Regions from separate parts of the Danio rerio genome. Here region 1 is linked to region 2. A link is a contact called in public HiChIP or PLAC-seq data. All regions are on one chromosome and are shown on one strand. Each heading gives the region's core, a stretch centred on a gene start, on an enhancer-like site or on the middle of the called end of the contact. The rest is flanking DNA. Distances are from core to core; before and after follow the strand shown. Region 1 holds the start of crebbpa (CREB binding protein a). Region 2 holds the start of b3galt10.1 (beta-1,3-galactosyltransferase 10, tandem duplicate 1).

Region 1 (2,797 bases), core at 160-2,659, 150 kb before region 2:
ATATCAGCAAGTGTCCCGGGACATTCTGACGCATCTGTCCCCTTACTTCGTGCACTTTCGATTCCATGTGCTGCTCTACTGGATAACGTCAGATGTGCTTTCACGACGTGAATGATGCAATACATTATAAAACTGACATTAGAGGAGTTCACCTACACTCACATGCACACAAGTTTGACACAACCTTTTCCAAAGTGCGTGTCAATCAAACGTCATTGTCTAAACTTCGGATGCAAAGCAATGCTACTCTTGACATGCTAACTGTATTAGCAACTACGCTACAAACACTACACAGGAGTAAAGGAAAATTGTTACATCTCATAAAGAATGATGTGAGTGGCAATACACTCTCACTGTTGAAAATAAAGTGACGTTAAAGTTCATTTCTCCTTTAGTCTCAAACTAGTTTTGAACAGCATGCGGGTGAGCAAATGATGACTGAAACTTTATTTTGGGGTGCAGTAAACCAACTAACTGAACTGTTTCTCGGCTCATCGGACAGCTGCGAGGCACATGGCGTGTGTTACAGTGCTTAGAGAGAATTTACTATGATCTTATTTTGCAGGTTTTGGGATCAGGCCTGCTGGACTTTACCTGGTGCGTCTGGAGCAGGTGCTGTCAGCTTCGCCCGCTTCGCATTGGGAGGGCCGACGTCGAGCACATTTTCAGCCATTGCGATTCAAGTGAACTTCTGGCTGAGTGTTGTGGGTCAAAAATGCAAAGTGAAGGATCCTTTCGTCGGAAAAAAACAGATATTACCTTACTTTTGAAAGACGTGGGGAGTGTGGAGCGGCTCGGCGGAGGATTTTCTCAAAAAAGCAGCAACAGCGCCCCGCGTCGCCACCACCATTCACCCCATGATAATCCAACACCCAACACCCACATTATCATCGTTATATTACCGAGAGAAAACGCCTCCTTTCCGCGAATTCAACGCAAAATCCCAAATAAAATAACCATAGGAGTCTGCGCGCTTGAGCGTCGTTAATTTTGCAACGGCACACGATCCATTTTCTGACGTCAATTTTTTCCGTGCAAAAATCCTCTGGCTTCTTGTGAAAATGCACGGTTGCATAAAAATGAGATATTTTTGCAAAATAGTCTCCTCGGCGCTGCCTGTCCTCCAAAAGCGTCCGGTAAACAATAACAGCTCGGAGCGAAATACGGACGCAAGCGCCGCTCTGAAGGGGAAACCAGATATACGAGGGTTTTGTGGCCGACGCACGCCGATTAAATCCAGGGTTTTCCGCCAAAAATTCCTCCGCGCCGTTATAAAGGTGTCATTTTCCGCTGAACGGGGTCGTCAAAGCTCGATTTGAATGCTCCGTGTTCAAAAATAAAAAATAGTGCTCTATCGAAATCCTGATTCCGAGCCGCGACAAGATGGCGGCTGTTGATTCCTTCGATACAAAAAGTTTTTTTTTCTTTTTCCAGATAGACGGAGCCGAGGGGGAGGGGGAGCGCGCGGCGCAATCACGCCCTACGTCAAACCTGTTGTGAACGCGCAGAGCGGCCACTGGAGGCAGTATACGACCACGAATGAGCTGCTTGAAAACAGGGATGCCCTAACTTTATCCTACGAAGAACCAAAAGCCAAATATCATTGAGAGCCGTGGCCTGAAGGTAAATATACCAAACTACTGTATATTACATTAACGTTGCCGTGAATAATTTACTGATTTATTTAATAATATTTAAAATAAATAGAAAACATTATTTTAAATCGTATTAACTAATGCAGTATAACTTTTTAAATAACTCATTGCAATAAAAAACATAAACAATCACATTTATAACACAGTGGATAAAAAAGGTTACATTAAACTTGAATTGACAATCTCAAAACCATCAACATCACTCTCCCTTACTTCTTAGATAAGATGGCGGGCCAAATCAAAGGTCACCATGGGCCAACGTTGGTCCCCAGGCCCTAGTTTGGTCATCTCTGGTTGAAAAGCTCTCTGACATGTATTTAAAGTCACGTTAAATACACTAACAGAAACAGAATTAATTCATTCATTTTCTTTTCAGCTTAGTCCCTTTATTAATCTGGGGTTGCCACAGCGGAATGAACCACCAACTTGTCCAGCATATGTCTTAAGCAGAAGATGCCCACAGAATTTTATATCAATTGTAAATATATAAATTAAACTGTTATAGGAAACAACATATTAGTATATTTTTGTATGCTTTGAAGTATATATATAAATATATAAATGTATTTTTTTTGACCTCACATCGAACTTACACGACACTAAAACATCTAATGTACGACAAAAGTAATTAATTGCTAATAATGAGTTATGGCTAGGCCCACACAGAATCTGCACGCACAGCAATCCACAGATTTCCGCCGATTTTAAGCCCATTATTGAGTTTGTGTGTGTGTGTGTGTGTGTGTTTGTGTGTGAATGTGTGCAATTTTATACTTATTCATTTTTTTCATTTAATTTCAATAATAATATTGATTAATATAAAAATGTTCTTATGATTTATTAACAATACAGTTTGTAAAGTATTATTTTCTGTCTTTTAGTAGAGTTATAATATGGTAGACTTGCTTTGTTTACCCAATAAGTGGATCTAAATGGATTTGCATTGTAAAAAAATTATATATATTTTTTTATTTCATATACAGTTGAGGTCAGAATTATTAGTCCCCCCCCCCCCCCCCCCCCCCCGTTTATTATTTTCACCAATTTCTGTTTAACAAAGAAAATATTTTTTCAACACATTTCTAAACAAAATAGTTTTAATAACTCATTTCTAATCATTGATTTATTTTATCTTTGCCATG
Region 2 (2,813 bases), core at 66-2,565:
GCAGAGCTTCCTAATTCCTAATCTGCACCTTTGTTTGTTTAAATTAGTCTCGTGGTGTGTAATGACAGCTGCATTGGCTTGGAAATTTGACCCACAGTGGTCAAACAAAGAGAACAGGATGCAATACGAAAAGGATACATCATCTTTTGATATAGATATAAGTAAATGGAGTAAAATGAGCTTCTAAAAAGATTTTTTTAAATGAAAATAATATGAAAAACTCATAACCCACATGGCCTCTATTGTAATGTGTTTAAGACTTGCTTGTGTGCAAGTTTTAATAGCACTGTTTATCAAGAAGTAACATATTTGGGTCATTTAAGTAATACTTTTGTCTGTGTAGACGTGCACCTTGATTGCTTTAAGTAATCATCAGCTTGAACTTTTATTATTATTAGCCATTTAATGGTGCAAATTTGCTACGTCATGTACATTTTTGAAGACGAGACATTGACTGTGTCAAAACTGTGTCATATGATGACATGAGTCCACTTGGACTCCGCTGTTTGTTATTCATTATTATGTTCTGTGACATTAACCTTGATGCATGGATGCTTTCTCAGTTAAATGTAAAACCGGAGCCTGGTTTTGCACCGGGAGTCCTGTATGTAATGTTGTATAGCTCTGATTTTATATTTGCCATACACAGTGGAGATAAATGCTAAGACTACGGCCTGTCTGGGCCAGCACAAGTGTTTTAATGAAATATATTTGCACAGAATATTTTATCGAACATATTTTTACCAGTACCAAGTGCCTTCTATTGTTATGTCATTATTGACGAAATACAATGTATGAAATACATTGGGATGTATATTGTCAGTTCATGTATGTATATTTTACCAGATTTACTTCAGTCTTCTTTTTTCTTTTTACACTTTCTTGACGTTGAGGCTAATGCCTCATGAATCTTAGCTAATGCTAATGTCTCTTACCATAACACAAGACGTCTGTCAATGTGACTGGAATGAAATTTATGAAATAGGTGACTATGACGCATCAGTCTAATAAAGAGTGCAATGACATAACTGTGAAGTGTGTTATTTTATTCCAAAGGGGTTTTTAAAGCTTATGTTTAATTTAACCTGAGGGTTAAACACATCAATCACCTGAAGCAGAGTTTGCATATGAACATTGACTGATTTGCATTAACCATTTATGGTAAAATTGTGGAGTTTTTGGAAATGGCCATTATAGAACTCCACCATCCCAGCCCCCCATCTATAGTGAACACCTGTATGAGGTGGGAGGAGGTGGGACAACTGTAACACTAAGGCAGCTTTAAGTCCCAGGTGTTCAGCTAAAAGGACCATTGGCCTGAATCCAGATGCACACACACATACACCAAGACATGGAGTGGAGACTTTTCAGAAATGGCTGGAAGAGGTGAGTTGACACTTATTTGTCTTTTATTAAAAGTAGAAACGTGTGAACATATGTGTATCTGATTGTTCTATTATAATTTAATGATATGGTAAACTACTAAATGTACAGTATGCATATGCTGAATACACTGTATAAACTACAAAAGCATGTACTTGTATCTAATACTATTATACTTAATTTTGAATGTAATTTACATAGCCTATTAATGCATAATCCACCAATATGATTTCAAACTTTTATGAGTTTTTTATGAGGACAACAAAGGCGATACTATGGAAGTCAGTGGTTAAATATGTGAAGCTTTCTTCAAAATATCTTCCTTTGTGTTCACCAGAAGAAACTTATGAAGATTTGAAACTAGTAAAGATTGTGTAAATTATATATGGGCGAACTGTCCCTTTAAGTAAAGTGCTGCTCATGCTAATGTATAGTATAACGTATGATTTGATTGATTTAATGTGAATGAAACCTTGGTCAAAAAGCTCTTCAAAACGTTATTTTGTCCAAAGTTTATGACAGTGATGTGTTCACTAAATTATTTAGCATACATGCTCTATTAGCAAAAAAAAAAAAAAAAGATCCACTGTATATAATCAGCGTGTGAAAAACACCTCAGCGAATTTAAACCAAGATGCTTTCTATTAGTCAGCGGATAATGTCACATGTCCTGTAAGTGAAACGTGTATTAACGTGTAATATTACATCGCTATTTTTAACATCTGAGGTGAGGAAATAATCAAATTCACTAACCTAAACGGTTTCGTCTTTATATGTGCCTATCAATTGCAACTTTCCTGTCAAAAGTCATTAGGCTATTTCTTTCACCCTTTATTAGCGTGATTTTAATGATTTAAATAATGGATATTTGGCCATATATGGCCATAACAATAGTTTATGCAAATAAAATGAATGATACAGCTATGAATCACGATTTCTTAGTCTTCAAATTAGTCAGTATTTTTTCCATCGTTTTATAATCGAAATATATTATTTTACTGTTGTTGTTTGTAGGCGTGTTCCTTATTCTATAACAGGGTTGTCCAAACTCGGTCCTGGAGAGTCAGTGTCAGTTTAGCTCTAACTGGCTTCGACACACCTGCCATGAAATCTCTAGTATAGAGCTTGATTAGCTGGTTCAGGGGTGTTTGATTAGGGTCAAAGATACTCTTTATAACACAGGTCCTGCAGTACCGAGTTTGGACACCCCTGTTCTATAACATTAACTTGTTTCAAAATAAATTGATCTATAAAATGTGTGGCCATAATCCATAATTCAAGTCATTTCACTGAGATCTGAAGCACTGATAAGTTTGAGAAAATATTTGATCTAAAAATGTTAAATAATTCCCCCCCCCACATTTACAGTTGTTTATCTAGTGAAATACCAGTTACCATAAACAATTTACCTACTCCTCTCCTGCTTGCCT

The links. HiChIP or PLAC-seq counts read pairs in DNA pulled down with a chosen protein or histone mark.
Region 1: a contact with region 2 is called in an H3K4me3 HiChIP or PLAC-seq map of gastrula embryo, with 4 times the contacts expected there. The contact joins the promoter of crebbpa here to the promoter of b3galt10.1 in region 2. A contact is called at or near these places in 3 of 18 Hi-C or Micro-C datasets (caudal fin, fibroblasts and an unstated tissue) and 2 of 4 datasets of contacts at active chromatin or transcription factors (embryo and gastrula embryo).

What each region holds. Positions count from the first base shown.
Region 1 is chr22:27,418,200-27,420,996 of GRCz12tu, reverse strand. It overlaps crebbpa (CREB binding protein a), which reads right to left and starts at 1,409. Exons shown (of 30, transcript XM_005161771.6): 1 at 595-1,409. The coding sequence starts at 673. It overlaps LOC141380291 (a long non-coding RNA gene), which reads left to right and starts at 729. Exons shown (of 4, transcript XR_012398065.1): 1 at 729-1,623.
Region 2 is chr22:27,267,569-27,270,381 of GRCz12tu, reverse strand. b3galt10.1 (beta-1,3-galactosyltransferase 10, tandem duplicate 1) reads left to right here and starts at 1,315. Exons shown (of 2, transcript NM_001128799.1): 1 at 1,315-1,386. The coding sequence starts at 1,352. It overlaps glis2a (GLIS family zinc finger 2a), which reads left to right. Exons shown (of 7, transcript XM_073937743.1): 7 at 1-1,025.